Regions from separate parts of the Mus musculus genome. Here regions 1, 2 and 3 are each linked to region 4. A link is a contact called in public Hi-C and promoter capture Hi-C data. All regions are on one chromosome and are shown on one strand. Each heading gives the region's core, a stretch centred on a gene start, on an enhancer-like site or on the middle of the called end of the contact. The rest is flanking DNA. Distances are from core to core; before and after follow the strand shown. Region 1 overlaps Cemip (cell migration inducing protein, hyaluronan binding). Region 2 overlaps Arnt2 (aryl hydrocarbon receptor nuclear translocator 2). Region 3 overlaps Cemip (cell migration inducing protein, hyaluronan binding). Region 4 holds the start of Abhd17c (abhydrolase domain containing 17C).

Evidence for each region. Promoter capture Hi-C pulls out the DNA fragments that hold promoters and counts their contacts. A called contact is a pair of places that touch in the nucleus more often than the background predicts.
Region 1: a Hi-C map of reprogramming fibroblasts shows a contact between it and region 4, with 4 times the contacts expected there. The contact joins the enhancer-like site here to the promoter of Abhd17c in region 4. A contact is called at or near these places in 8 of 39 promoter capture datasets (the 3T3-L1 cell line, 3T3-L1-derived adipocytes, cranial neural crest and 4 more) and 2 of 484 Hi-C or Micro-C datasets (nephron progenitors and reprogramming fibroblasts).
Region 2: a contact with region 4 is called in a promoter capture Hi-C map of cranial neural crest. The contact joins the enhancer-like site here to the promoter of Abhd17c in region 4. A contact is called at or near these places in 4 of 39 promoter capture datasets (cranial neural crest, embryonic stem cells, frontonasal cranial neural crest and 1 more), 2 of 484 Hi-C or Micro-C datasets (the HPC-5 cell line and muscle stem cells), 2 of 115 datasets of contacts at active chromatin or transcription factors (fibro-adipogenic progenitors and oligodendrocyte precursor cells) and 3 of 9 other capture datasets (adipose tissue, macrophages and pancreatic islet).
Region 3: a contact with region 4 is called in a Hi-C map of colorectal tumor organoids, with 1.8 times the contacts expected there. The contact joins the enhancer-like site here to the promoter of Abhd17c in region 4. A contact is called at or near these places in 2 of 484 Hi-C or Micro-C datasets (colorectal tumor organoids and epidermal suprabasal cells) and 1 of 115 datasets of contacts at active chromatin or transcription factors (pancreatic cancer cells).

The regions. Positions count from the first base shown.
Region 1 is chr7:83,938,205-83,941,416 of GRCm38.p6, reverse strand. All of the region lies in intron 27 of Cemip (cell migration inducing protein, hyaluronan binding), which reads left to right. Among named protein-coding and RNA genes, the nearest start is that of Gm30440, 30 kb to the left of the region's middle. Within about 2 kb of position 1,911, at least 27 of the 459 cell types and tissues checked have an H3K27ac peak or open chromatin away from gene starts, as enhancers often do. A contact at or near this core is called in reprogramming fibroblasts, where this site is marked.
Region 2 is chr7:84,328,151-84,331,692 of GRCm38.p6, reverse strand. All of the region lies in intron 5 of Arnt2 (aryl hydrocarbon receptor nuclear translocator 2), which reads left to right. Among named protein-coding and RNA genes, the nearest start is that of Gm25790, 6.5 kb to the right of the region's middle. Within about 2 kb of position 2,187, at least 46 of the 459 cell types and tissues checked have an H3K27ac peak or open chromatin away from gene starts, as enhancers often do.
Region 3 is chr7:84,017,101-84,020,673 of GRCm38.p6, reverse strand. The region is part of intron 1 of Cemip (cell migration inducing protein, hyaluronan binding); the gene reads left to right. It overlaps Gm30440 (a long non-coding RNA gene), which reads right to left. Exons shown (of 9, transcript XR_378308.2): 5 at 247-466; 6 at 47-134. Among named protein-coding and RNA genes, the nearest start is that of Gm30440, 49 kb to the right of the region's middle. Within about 2 kb of position 2,148, at least 46 of the 459 cell types and tissues checked have an H3K27ac peak or open chromatin away from gene starts, as enhancers often do. A contact at or near this core is called in colorectal tumor organoids, epidermal suprabasal cells and pancreatic cancer cells, where this site is marked.
Region 4 is chr7:84,150,302-84,153,878 of GRCm38.p6, reverse strand. Abhd17c (abhydrolase domain containing 17C) reads left to right here and starts at 1,986. Exons shown (of 3, transcript NM_133722.2): 1 at 1,986-2,597. The coding sequence starts at 2,035. LOC117997403 (a long non-coding RNA gene) reads right to left here and starts at 1,739. Exons shown (of 3, transcript NR_169136.1): 1 at 1,508-1,739; 2 at 1,195-1,333. Gm39044 (a long non-coding RNA gene) reads left to right here. Exons shown (of 3, transcript XR_869770.2): 3 at 1-193.

The sequences.
Region 1 (3,212 bases), core at 662-3,161, 210 kb after region 4:
TCCCTCCCTGGTGTCTGCTCTGGCCCTGCTCTATCACTGTTGGTCAACCAACACCATAACCATAGGTTTCTGACAGGCTCTTTTCTTCCCTTCTCCCATATTGGAAGTTAATTTGAGTGTCTTAAATGCTAGGATTCTCTCCTCACTTCCTTCCCGCTGTTTCCTCCCCACTGATGTCTTTTCCTATCCATCCACCATTCTCCACTGTAACACTGCTTAAAATAGAAACAGAAGCCTTAAATGATGTCTTATCAAGGAATCAGGCTTCCTGATGTTGACTCCACAATAGACTTACTTATACATGTTCAGTCTCTCAACTACAATGTGGGTGTGGAAATCTCTCTGGAGCCACAAGCTAGTGGAAAGCTTGTGTGATTCATGTGGCACCTGTCACCCCTAGGTGCTTAGTAAATTGTTAATGAGTGGATACAAGGACCTTCAGGATGCACTCTTGGGGGTTGGGAGGGGCTGGGACTGACTGTGTGTGTGATTCTGGAGAATAGGTTTTGCTCGGTCACGTGCTGTATCTGTTCTTCCCACACTCAGCTATATTTGCATGTATGTGTGTGGAAGTAAATGTGTACATGTGTACAGGGGTATGTATGCATGCTGGTGGAAGCCAGAAGACAAACAACCCTGGGTGTCATTCTTCAGGCACTTGTTTTTTGAGAAAAGGTCTCTCAGTGGCCTGGAAGTCATCAAGGCTGGCCAGCCTCAGGATCTGATGCTTGTCTCCACTACCCTGTTGTTGAGATTACAAACACAGGTGCATCCACCATACCTGGCTTTATTTTACGTTCTGGATTCTGGGTATCAAACTTGGGTCCTTGTGTTTGCAAGACAATAACCCCTTAATGACTGAGTGAGGACCCCAGCCCCACACTCTAGCTCTCAAGTGAAGATTCAAACAGAAGACTCTGACTTTCTAAGTTGGGAATGCACATTATTCATCTAGAGATCAGTGGGTTTCAGGCGCTTTTTGGCCATGGGCCATTTCTTGAAATGAAGCAGATCACAGAAGCTTAGAGTAAGAAATAGCTCCCAGAGTTCTGTTCGGAGTTGTGTGGAGTTCTTTACAGCCCTTGCACATCCCTAGGAGAAGTAAGGATGGTCTGAGTCAGACTTAGGCTGGCAGTGGATACACAGACAGGAATGGGTACCACTAACCCCTCCCTGGCCTCCTGGGAAGCAGCAATTGAGTGGGAGGGAGAGGTGCTTCTGTTCTGTGGTTCCAACCCAGCCTGGCCCTTATCCCTCCCTCCCCCATCCATCCACAGGACCACTACTGGCCATAGGATCCCAGCCACTCATACCTCAGACACTGTGGAGAGCTCTGGAAACCCCCTCTGACCTTCCACCTGTGGGAGATTATGTCAGGAGGCATAGGGACTAAATGGTCAAGAGGATAATGTGCCAGACAGAGAGTCTATAGCCTAAATCATACCAGGAAGCTATATGATAAGCAAGCCCATCTCCCTGTCCCTGATGCCACCCCGAGTATGTGACCTTCCTTTGAGTTCACTAGTTCAGCCATAGGCCTTCAGTGTTTCTTCTTGTCTGAACAGTGGGGAAATGTCCTCTTGGGAACAGAGCCTGGATCCACCCCAAGGATGTGTTAGCAATGAATCCTTTCTCATTAATGGGCCTCACCTTGCCAATCCCTTGGGCCTCCTCCTTTTAGTCTTCTTAAAGAGCCCAAGACAGCCTCCCCACACCCCTTGGATTGGTCCTTACTGTGCACTAGCCCTTTGCCTGCTGACAGCCTTCCTTCTGCTCCCTGTGGGACAAAATCGGGGGTAATAGCAAGTTTCAGAATCCCATACAGTTTTTCCATGTCTGGACTGTGGTCTGTGGTTACAGAATTCCACTGAGATGGGAGTTAGAAACCCCGTGCAGCTCCTGCCCTGTTTCTGTTCTGAGGGTGGTGCTCACTCCCCATGTCTGGCCCAGCATGAGTCTGCCACCACAAAGGCTGTTTTCTTAGCACTGGGGGCTAAAAGCAGCCCAAGGGAGGAAGAACAGACTTCCCAGCTCAACTTTTGCAAATTGGGTTCTTCTGGCTCCTGCCCCCTTCCCTCCTGAGCAACCACTCTAGGAAGCCCTCCCAGATAATGTGCCCTCCTGAGCAACCACTCTAGGAAGCCCTCCCAGATAATGTGTAGCTGCTCAGTCTCCCATTGACAAAATCAGGCAGGCAGATCTTGCCTAACCAGAGAGGGTGGTGACACATAACAGAGCCATTCTGGAAATGCAACAACTACACAGTGTCCTTCCCAGAATGCTCTCAAACTGTGCCTCACTCTTCCTGAAGCTGAAAGGATGTTGGGTGGCACAACGCTCAGTGCCTTCCACAGAAACCACTAAAATACACATATGGATTCCATGCTTCTTGCACATGTGGGATGAGAGCTCAGATCCCAGAACAAGTATAAAAAGCTAGCCAGGGGCCACACCTGTGCCTGTAGCCTGTGGGAGACAGAGACGGGGCACTGTGCAGGACTCCCAGCTTAGCAGAAGGTTCAGTGAGAGTCTCTGGATCAAGAGAATACCTCGGAGGGTGAAAGAGCAGGATGCCTAACATCCATCCTCAGGCCTCGACACACACACAACACCCAAAACACACAACACACAAAACACACAACACACAAAAAGGAAGACAGGAAGAGAAAAAGAAAGAGAGAGAATATGGGCCCCACTGGGAGCCTAATGCTGGGCATGGTCACTGTTCCTATGAAGTCAGATGTGGTCTTGTGGGAAGGAAGCTTATAGGTCAGAAGGCCTGCTGTGTGAAGGCTGCCCGGTCCTTATGAGCTCCCAAGTAGAGCCACTGCATCAGGTCTCCAAGTCTCCCTGCTGTCCAGCACTCGTGACGGCTTTGTCTTTTGATGGCTGCTACCTCCTCTTTCCTCCAGCCCCCAGTCTGATTCCTTCTTTGCTCCCTTCCAGCTGCCTTGTCTTTCTCCATCATCACCTTCCTATTGGCTTTTTATACCAAACAGTGTTGAAATGATCTGAATTAAGAAGTACATATTAGCTGGACAATGATAATGTAAGCCTGTAATACCAGCTTTCAGGAGGCAGAAACAGGTGGATCTCTGTCGCAGACCCTCTGGGTCCCTTTGTCTGCGTGGACGGGTCTCTGGGTATAGATGGCTGGAGTATACATAGCAGATCTCTATGAGTTTTGAGGGCATCCTGGTCTACATAGTAAA
Region 2 (3,542 bases), core at 938-3,437, 180 kb before region 4:
GGCTTAGTACCCACTTTTTATGAGTGAGGAGGGCTTCTTTTTTTGCAGTCCACAATCTGTCTTTTATTCCACAAATTATTAGACATGCATCTCTGATGGAGATGGAAGATACAGCTGGAAATGAACTCGACATGCTCATCATCCACAGCAGAACTCCCAGAGAGGCTGGGCCACAGACAGTCACATGGTAAGCCCAGGATGAAAAGGCTCTGTGTGCTCAAAGGAAAGAAGATGCTAGGATAAGAACAGGGACCCTCACTCCTATGTTGGGGGATGTGCAGCAGGGAAATGATTCAGAGAGTGGAGATTCATAATTTACATGGTCAGCCTGTGGGATTAGCCAGTCTCAGAAGGGAAGTTTTTGTGAGTGTGATGAGACAGGCCAGCTAGTGATGGCCCTAGAGAGCCATTTTTGCATTTGAGATTTACTCATAGCGCAAGATGCAGTCCCTAGAAGAATGTTAGCATGCTCTAATTTGCATTTTTATAGATAAAGGCTCTTCTGGCTGTGGGAAGGAAATGTTTTTTTGGAATCTAAGAATAAGAACTATTTATGTACTATTAGAAGTGCTGTGCAAGGTGACTCCACAAATATTTTTCTCTTAATCTTCAGGCAGGCTTTAAACAGGGCATTCTTTGGTGCGTGCTGCCCAGTTGATCCAGCCCCTGATTGAGGCCCATCCCCTCTCCCTGGACTACCTTTGCACATAGTTTGTGTGTGTGGCATCTGTCTCATGTGCTCTCCCTTCTCATTATCCTTGACAACTGAAGTTAGAAGAGTTGGCCTTTGGCTCTTTCTAGGTATCTCAGGAGCCCATGTCCCTTATGGCTCCCCAATACTTGAGAGCTATCATTTGGAGGAATTCGATGACCTCAGAGGAAGAGTGGCTCCACTTCCTTACACACATGCCCCATCTTTTCCTTTCTCTCCTGTACTGAGTATTCCTTCTTCCTCTATTCATGCAACCTACATTTCTAATGTTTAACAAGATTGACCTTTTTTTTAAGTTCTGGGGGCAAGTGTCTAGGGGCTTCAGTGACAGACAGGTGTATACGTTGGTCCAGGTCCCTTTCAGGGGACAGGCTCCTCATCCACTCCTCTTACTTGAGCCCTGCCCTCAGACACGACTCAGAGAACCTTTCCTCCTTACCTTATCAACTCAGCTGGCAAACCTAGGCCTCTGCTTCCCGACTCCCTTTTTTCCTTCTCCTGTTTGGAGTGTAAGGTTAGACTCCTTTACTTCCTTCCCTGGCATGCAATTCCTTCATAGAGTCACCTGTGAGCCTCTGAGGTCAGTCAGATTAGGGACCACAGTGGGGATGCTCAAATGCCCTACAAGGAGGTCTGTAGTCTGCACACATCCTCCCTTTACTCTACATCACCTATAGGTGGTTTATTAAATCCAATACAATATAAATGCAATGTGAGTATGGATCATAAATGTCCCTCAAATGTGCATGTGTTAAAGCTTACACTGCATGTTGGAAGTTCGTAGAACCTTTAAGACTGGGGGCCCAGTGGGAAGTCTTAAGAATACTGTGGATGGAAAGTCTTTATTTTCTTAACTACTAAGTGAATGGGTTCTTCAACATGCACTCCTGCTATGATGGACTGCCACAGAACCAAACACAGGGCGGAGAGAAAGAAAACCCAAACGATGAACTTAAACAATTCCATCTTCTTATAAGTTGAAGAATTCCAGCGTATTTGTTATAATGACAGAAAACAGACTGACATACTCTGTAAACAGTAACTATGCTGTGTTGTTTAGAGGTAATGGTAGGAAAATTAAGTGTGCCCATGACCAGTGCAGATGCATTTCTTTGAGTATCTTTGACCTGTGATGCATAGAATCTGCAGATGTGAAATGCATGAACATAGAGAGGTTGCCAACTATATTTGTCAAACCACACTGAAGCTCATTCCTATACCCATTCCATCCCAGGTACACTTTTTTTCCCAGAAATTCTTTAGTCTCTGTCTGATCTAATTACCTCCCACTGTTCTTCTTCATGGGTGTAGGTTTTCCTGGTATTTTGATATTTTTAATCATGTCATTAGCAAATCATGAAGGAAAGAAGTCCAGACCTGAAGTTGCCTTTTCAAATGCCTTAGCAGTCTGCCCTCCTGCCGTCCATCAGCCTGACTGTCTTCAGCCCTGGATGAACAATCATTTACCCTTGAAATGAAAACCCTCAGGCTCACATTTCTGGCATTTTTGTAGCATGATCCCCCAAGAGGAATGTATTTCTTTAACTCACACTCCAAGATATTCTAAACAGGATGAGGAATTTGTTCTCTTGTCTAAAGATTAAATAGCAGAAGAGGTGCCAGCCATGGGGGAACTGTGAGGTGATGATTTTATAATGAGTAGCAGAGCAGCAGGCTGCAGCAGGAGGCACCCCTCTAATTCCACATTATGCTTGGAATTCAAATGCAGGAAAGAGTTATGGGGCTCTGCTGAGAGTTGAGGGGCTCAGCTGCTGAGGTGGTAAAGGTGGCATGGTCTGTTCCCTTGGTGCTCCCAGCCCCTTGGTAGAGATGTCCCCAAAGTCTAGCCTGTACTTTGCTTATGGGATGATTGCTCTCTGATGCTCTTTGCAGACTGCCACTGCTCTCTTTTGCCATCTACTGCCTGCTTCTTGCTAATTAACACCTCATTAGCGCCTTTCCCAGATGGAGGGTGAGGGACAGAGGGCAGACAATACAAACCAAACTGCTTGGCAGGAAAGCTCCTTTTGAGTGTCAGTGGGACAGGGGCCATCACTGGCTGTTTGCCAGTCCTGATCAACCTCACCAGAGCTTCTTTCTTTGGTTACTCCATTGTTACAGACTGGAGTCTAAGCCAGACCTCAGCACCATATCCTGTGATCATCAAGAGAAGGATGAGCAGTGTGGTTCTCCACCAACCTGTTCCTAATATGGACCACAGTTCTACCTGTCAACCGTAATGGTGCATTGCTCGCTGAGAGGATAGGACTATGGCTACCAGTCATCCCTTCTCCCCAGCAGCCATTTCTTATAGATTGGATATGAATGCTCAAGTTACAAAGTTTTGCTTCTAAAACATACCTCATACATATATGTTAAAGGGCAAATCATGTTAACTTCCCCAGGAAGTTCAGAGATTTTACTCTGGTCTTATGCTCTGGCCTTTGCAAGGCAAACTCACTATCTATTGTCAACAATGTGAAGGTGTGAATGGGGCAATAAGAAGCACATGCCTGGGACAGGGGAAGAGGGAGGAGAAAGAGAGGTAGGGAAGGGGGTGTGTTTCTGTGTGTAGCTCTGACCATCCTGAAACTGGATCTGTTGACGAACAGGCTACTCTCAGATTTGAAGATCTGCCTGTGTCTGCCTCCTGAATGCTCGCATCAAAGGCATGAGCCATCACTGCCTTCTCAGCTGATTTTACTTGATTTTCTCATCTCTATGAGGGAATACCTGACAGAAGCAGTGCAAAGGAAGAAAGGTTTACTTTGGTTCATGGGTTAAGGAGAGATATGGTTCGTCATAAAAGAAAGGTAGGAATGAGGAGTGC
Region 3 (3,573 bases), core at 899-3,398, 130 kb after region 4:
TTATCTGAAAGTCTCCCAAACCATCCAGTAAGCAGAATACACTAACCTATTTTTGTGCTCAAGTGGATTCTCAGCCAGGAAACATGAAGGAAGGTGGTGGTGAACATAGGGGAACACGGGAGAAAAAAATAAACCTGAAAGATAATATCATAAAATAGTTTGAATACTGCAGCTTAAAAGGAGCCCATGGAAATTTCCCAGACTCACAGAGATACTGTGTGGCACTCACTGGATGCAAGCTCTCACCTATTAACAGGTGAAGTTCCTCCTCCTCAGGTAATTAAAGTCTTGCCATGTGCTCTGCTGGATGCCTCCCAGCCAAGTGAGGATGCTTTTTCGCCTCCCAGGACCTCTCATCTGAGGAACCTGGAGAACAGAGAGGCACAGACACCAATCTCACCCCTCCCCATGTATGTGGTCTTATTTTCTGTGACTTCGGTTTTCCATAGAAAGACACGGTCCAAAACTGTCAAGGAGAAAATTTAGGAAATACATAATTCATACGTTTAAAATTGAACAACACACCATGAGTCAAGTGATGATATCTCAGGGCATCCATCCCCTTCTTTCCTGCCCAGAACATTTCTTAAGTCAGTGCATCCACACTGTGTTTGCTATCTTTTAGCCTCTTAGGAGCCATGTCAGTTATCACTCTGTTGTCATTGCATTCAAGTGCTTGTGTCCAAATGACCCCAAAGCTCCCTTTAGTGTACCATGTACACACACTTTGGAGCTGTCTGTGATCCCTGGCATCCACCCGGAAATGTGGCCTGTATCTCCCACGGACAGGCTGCCTACTATACCAGGATCTGCCCAATGTGGCCCAGTTAGTTGTGGAGTGGATATGAACCAAGAATGCCTACTTTCACAGCATCTTGACTGTCTATTTCAGTTTTCAGAGCAAAGCTACACTCTTCTTTAGTCTCCAGTATTACTTTATGGGAATTGTCTAGAACAGCAGTACCAAAGCCACCATGTGACATATGTAGTATATATGTGCATAACTGGCTATGACTTAGCATGAACTCCTGATGACACATGCAGCAACCAAGATACATCTCTAAAGTGCACTGGGTGTGAGCAGTCTTGCACAATGGGCCAGATGCTGTTCTCTGATACTCTCAGCTGGAGAATGATTGCCCTCTGTGAATAGACTAGACTGAGCAAGGGCCTGCAGGAGCTTACTGGAACAGCTGCCTTGTTCAGTGTCTCTGTGGGGCTTTGGTTAAGTAGGCACAATCTATTTGCCCAAACTCAATACACACATTCTTCAGCTTTGTGTGCCTCATTCACATGGATGAATTTTGAACTCTAGTGTAAAATGTGTATATCAAACACATGAGAAAGGCAGTAATTTCTTCACTCTACTTGGAAATGCATCAAAGAGCTAAGGTTGATTTTTGAATGGATAGAAACATGGATAAATGAGTAGTTAGTTACATGAAAGATCAAACAGAGCATGGTGTTGCTGGTAGCAGGGAGTTGTGGATCAGTAAGGTTCACTGTAAAGTGCTTTAAAGTTGCCTGTGTATTTGAGCATTCTCACGGTGGAATTTTGTATTGATAAAGAAAGCAATTATGTGGAGCCCTGGTGTCTCCTGGTGGCCAATCAAGGATCCTGGGACTTGGAAGGAGCTTCTACAGGCAGGGATCTGTGTTTTGCATTTTCCAGTCACAGCTCATGATCTTAAGCAAGTGCTAAAGTATTAAAGTACATGTTTCCCCAATGAAGATAAGGCTGAGGCCCATGCGATTTCCAGCCATGCCTTGCCAAAACTCATTTTCTTCCTGAGAATGTGGGCGTTTGTTGCATAGCCCAGGGCTTCAGGTCACACCTGAGAGATGGGACGCAGGTAACACAGTAAGCCAGGCTCTGAGAGAATCAACTGGTTCTACAGTAGAGCTCTTGCCTGCTGGCTTCCTGTTGGTGTATTTGGAGTAGTAGGAAACCACAGTAGTTATTACAAATAAATAACCCAGTAAAGACAAGTCTCTCAGATCAAAGAAGGACTGTGGGTCCAGCCTGGACCCAAAGCAGGCATGCCCCTTGGCACCTACTGTGGCCAGGGGAGGAGGGTGTGGAGAAGGTCTATCTGCTGTGCAAACATTCCCTGTCTCAGCCCTTCCTGGGTTTGTGAGAGCATGAGAACAGCAGCCTGGAGGGAGGCTGACTCTCTGAACTGCTGCCAGGCCTGCTAGGCTAGGTCTGCCTCATGACCTTCCAGCCTGCCTGCCCAACCCAACACGGGCCAGCTGGAGCTTCTGGTTATATCCCAACTGGAAGAGCTCCTTTGTGGGTGATTGTCTGCCTCAGAACTCTCAGGGGATCCCTCTCTCATCACCCTCCTGAGGGACTGCTCTGACTAGCCTTTTGTCATATGTGTGGTGACCCTGGTAGCAGACATGATGTTGGGGGGAAAGGCAGGGAGCAGAGAGGTAACATGACAGCAGCCAAGACTCTTCCTGTGGCTCAAGAAGAGGTAGAAAGGTGTCTCTGGGTCCAGCAAATTGAAGTTTGCACACTTCAGTGTGCACAGCCACTGCTAGAAATTGTCAATCAGTGGCCTGGGCCAGGACCTCTCATTACTCAGAAGCTTGCAAGTAATGTGGAGGCTACTGGTTACAGAACCACATTCTGAGTAGCATTAAAGCTGGCTATGGTTCCTCCCTGCATGAGTTCACACATCCTAATCAAATCCATGACCATAAACTGTGTCGACTGAAGAAAGCAATAAAGAGACTGAGAGGTACTGAGGGCAGAGTGGGAAGGGGGTATCCACAAAAGCTCTCCAAGAACAGGAGTGTGCACTGAGCCCCCAGGCTGGGGGTGTGGGGAGGGAGAAGGATATTAGATAGTGGGGAAAGCACAGGAAAAGATCTCAGGGGAGCACTGTCTTGGCATCTCCAAAGAAATATCCAACAGGCCAATATAGCTGGAGTGTGTGTGTGAGGAGAGTGGAGAGCAGCCATCAGAAGATCTGATGTAAAATGCCATGATTGTCCCTGGCAGGGCTGTGGAGGTTGTAAAGAGGTGAGAGTTGGGAGTAGGAGGTTAAATAGATGGTGTGAAAAATGTCTCCTCTCCTTCCCTTCCCTTCCCTTCCCTTCCCTTCCCTTCCCTTCCCTTCCCTTCCCTTCCCTTCCCTTCCCTTCCCTTCCCTTCCCTTCCCTTCTCTCCCCTTCTTTCCCCTTCTCTCCCCTTCTCTCCCCTTCTCTCCCCTCCCCTCCCCTCCCCTCCCCTCCCCTTCCTCCCCTTCCCTTCCCTTTTCTTTTCCTTTCCTTTCTTTTCTTTTCTTTTCTTTTCTTTTCTTTTCTTTTCTTTTCTTTTCTTTTCTTTTCTTTTCTTCTTCCCCTTTCTCCTATGGTGTTGACAGTTAAACCTAGGGCCTTCCTTGCATGCTGGGTAAATGCTCTACCACTGAGCAATAGCCCCAACCTTTTAAAATTCAATTTCATTTGGGACAAGGTCTCTAACTTATCTAGGCTGGCTTCAGACTTGCAGGTCCACAGGTCAGGTCCTACCTACTGTGGTGACAACACTGTTTTCTTTCTTTCTGGGGTGGCCCACATTTC
Region 4 (3,577 bases), core at 737-3,236:
GAGACGAGAGTAGATGCTTCTCACTTCAGTTCGGTACTCAGCGTCCTCTATTTTCACTCTGCACTAAAGTGAAATGTACTAGCTTATGTTCCTCACAGAAATACCACCAAGTGGGGACCCGAGACCATTGCCTAAGGCTACCTATGCCCACCCCCAAAACACATGTAATAATAATAATAATAATATTTAAATGTTCACAAATAGCTGATTTGATTGTTTGCTTATTTAATTGAGACATGGTCTCATTGCCCAGTTTGGCATCAGCTCACTATAAAGTTGGGAATGACCTTGAACTTCTGATCCCCGCCACCATTTTTGAGTTGGTGGCTTGTTTAATTCACATGCAAAACTGTTTTCGGTCTTCTTAGAGTGTCTTGACTGACTATGGCAGAGATGGTCCTATCTTTTGCAGTTCTGGCGACTGACCCAGTAGGTATTGCTTGAAAAACACGACACACGTTGACTTAATACGGGAAACAAGCAGGCAAAATATTAACATGAAACAACTCCCAGAGTCTTTGGGAAAAACTTGGGGTCAGTCACTAAAGCCTGGCTAGGGAAGAGCAGCTTTGCCCATCTAACTTTAAAACAGACTTGGAGAGGCGTTGTGGGCAGGCTTTTGGGGATTCAGTGAAGATACGGCCTTTGAAAACTCAGTCCACAAGGTTACTACTTAAAGTGGTACTGGTAAATCAATTTATATTAGGATGCTCAAAATTCTTTTTGTTTAAAAAATGTTGTAATCCTTCTTGGGACATTTATGAGGTCTGGAATGGTGACTGCCCACTGGGGCTCTGGTTGTATTCATTGCAGGTAGCCTAAAATGACCTCCTACCCCTGAAAGGAAAGCCTGGTGCCAAAGTCCAGAGGAGAGGCTCTGCCAACCGGACACCAGGGTTCACACGGTTTCAGAAGCCCTGAGAGTTATATTTGGAAAATCACTTAAAGCCTATAGCCAAGACAATAGTGGATTAAAATCGTTGTAACATGTCTTTCATGATTAAAAAGTCTGGCGCCAAAACAGTTCTAGAGAAACTAACATCAAAAAGGACAGATATGGAGTATCCAGTTGGCACCACAGGGGATGATGTAAGGGATGGGGGTGAGAGAGGACCGTGTTGACACCATTTGTTGTAAAACCAACAGGCTCTGCTGTAATTGTTATTACAGAAAGACCTGCGTAGCTGTACATACCCAACAGCCGCCTGCAACACGGGAACACGTACGAGATGGACCAGAGCATTTATGGTAGTGGCTGTTCAAGAAGTCTTGAATCTCAGCAAGTGGTGGTAGAGGCTAGAAGCATGTGAGTTCTAAACCAGTGTAGGCTAAACTGTCTCAAACAACCAAAAGAGAAAAAAATAGCATTGATTAGAGGAAAGCAAGGCATTTTTAATGTACTCAATTCTCTTTCTCAATAATTATCTTTTACATAAATTCCCAATAACTCCACCAGGACAGAAAGCTGGTTTTGGAGAACTGAATCCTAAAGTATCTGCACACCTACCTTTTCAATCCAGGATTGTCCCAACCGCTCTAATCTCTTCAGACCCCCGCCCCAATCGCGCTAAGCCCCGCCCCAGACTCCAGAGCCTCGCTTCGGACCGGGGAGTTTGTTCTAACGAGTAGCCCCGCCCAGATGCGCTAACTCCCGCCCAAGAGGCGGGAGCCCCGCCCAGCCCGGGGAGTCCTGCTTCAGACTGGGGCGTCCGTTCCGATGGGTAGCCCCGCCCGCCTGTGGGGGCGCGCGGCGCGGTAACCCGGAAGTGGCAGTAGCGTGCGGGGGCGGGGCGGCGCGCTGGAGCGGGCCATGGCCGCCGCCGCCGCGGGCTTTGTGTGCCGCGCGCGAGCCCCGGCCGTCCGCACCTCGCCGGGGCTGCGGGGCTGCCGCTGACCCGCCCCGCTCGCCGCGCCGCGCCCGCCTGGCCCCGCCCCTGGCCTCTCCGCCTTCTCGGCCGGCCTCCAGTTCTCGGCGCTCTCCCTCTGCGCTCCCTGCGCTTCCCTCCCGCCCGCGGCGGGCGCCAGGCCGCCCCGATGCCCGAGCCCGGCCCCAGGATGAACGGCTTCTCGCTCGGCGAGCTGTGCTGGCTCTTCTGCTGCCCTCCTTGTCCGAGCCGCATCGCCGCCAAGCTGGCCTTCCTGCCGCCCGAACCCACCTACACGGTGCTGGCGCCCGAGCAGCGCGCGCCCGCTCCCGCGGCGACCCCCGCGCCCGCCCCGGCGGCGCAGCCCGCTCCGGCCGAGGAGGGTGCGGGCCCCGGCGCGTGCAGCCTGCACCTGAGCGAGCGCGCCGACTGGCAGTACTCGCAGCGCGAACTGGACGCCGTCGAGGTCTTCTTCTCGCGCACGGCCCGCGACAACCGGCTGGGCTGCATGTTCGTGCGCTGCGCGCCCTCCAGCCGCTACACGCTGCTCTTCTCGCACGGCAACGCCGTGGACTTGGGCCAGATGTGTAGCTTCTACATCGGCCTGGGCTCGCGCATCAACTGCAACATCTTCTCTTACGACTACTCGGGCTATGGTGTGAGCTCCGGCAAGCCCTCCGAAAAGAATCTCTACGCTGACATCGACGCCGCGTGGCAGGCACTGCGCACCCGGTGAGCCCCGAGCCACGGTTGGGGTGCGGGCTTGTGCTCCCGGATTGTTGCATTCGCTCGAGATTGCAACAGCCCTCGGGGATGGAGAGCTCAGACTTAAAGGGTCCTGCCTGCTTTTCACTGGCCCGCGCGGCCTGGAGTCTTTGTGGCTCCGGTTAAACGCACGTGGCCGCTGTGGGGGATGCCAATGTACCGGCCAAACCAACTTGGTTGGGCTTGAGTTGTGTCTTGAGCTACGCGCAGACCCCGAAGGTCTGGTAGAAGTGACCTTGGGGTTTTCAGAGCCCTTGACAGCTGGGGAGAGACGATGACCTCTAAAAGACTTTCCAAGTAGAAAGTGTCCCTGGGGCGATGCCTGTGCAGCCCTTAAGGCTGGGTCGGGTCGGGTGTGGGGAGGACTTTGCCTCCTGGTCCCGCAGAGTATGTGGCACTGGGAGATCAGGAAGTTAGCTGAAGAACCTTCCCTAAACACCACCAGTAGCGCAGAGTGTTATAGGCGTGAGGAAATCTCTTGACCTTGAGTTAGCGTTCATAAAACTGGAAAGTATTTATTCAGGGTCTTTTATATGCTAAGCACAAATTGTTATATTCTGAGGACAGACCAGGTTGGGGGGGGGGGGAACTAACTTAAGTTTTACTCTGAACTTAGACATTTGGTTTGCGGGAAAGTCAAGTGACCTGACCAGTTTTGGTGCTTGTGACCTTCCCATGCAATCCCCATAGCACAGGTGGCAACCGTACCTGAGGTCCTGTGTGTAATGAGCTTGGATTTCGTTAGAGGAATAAGTCCCCAGAATGACAGTAGGCACTGTTCTTTTTAGAGACCTTTGTATCGTTTTTATGAAACGTCTATTTGCTAAGCTAAGTACATGGCCAGTAATAATGACTTTATTTCCATATGTGTTGCACATATGTTCATAAGTTATCCCTTATGCTTCTTGAGAAATGGCTTGTATAACAGAGAAGTACTTAGTATTCAC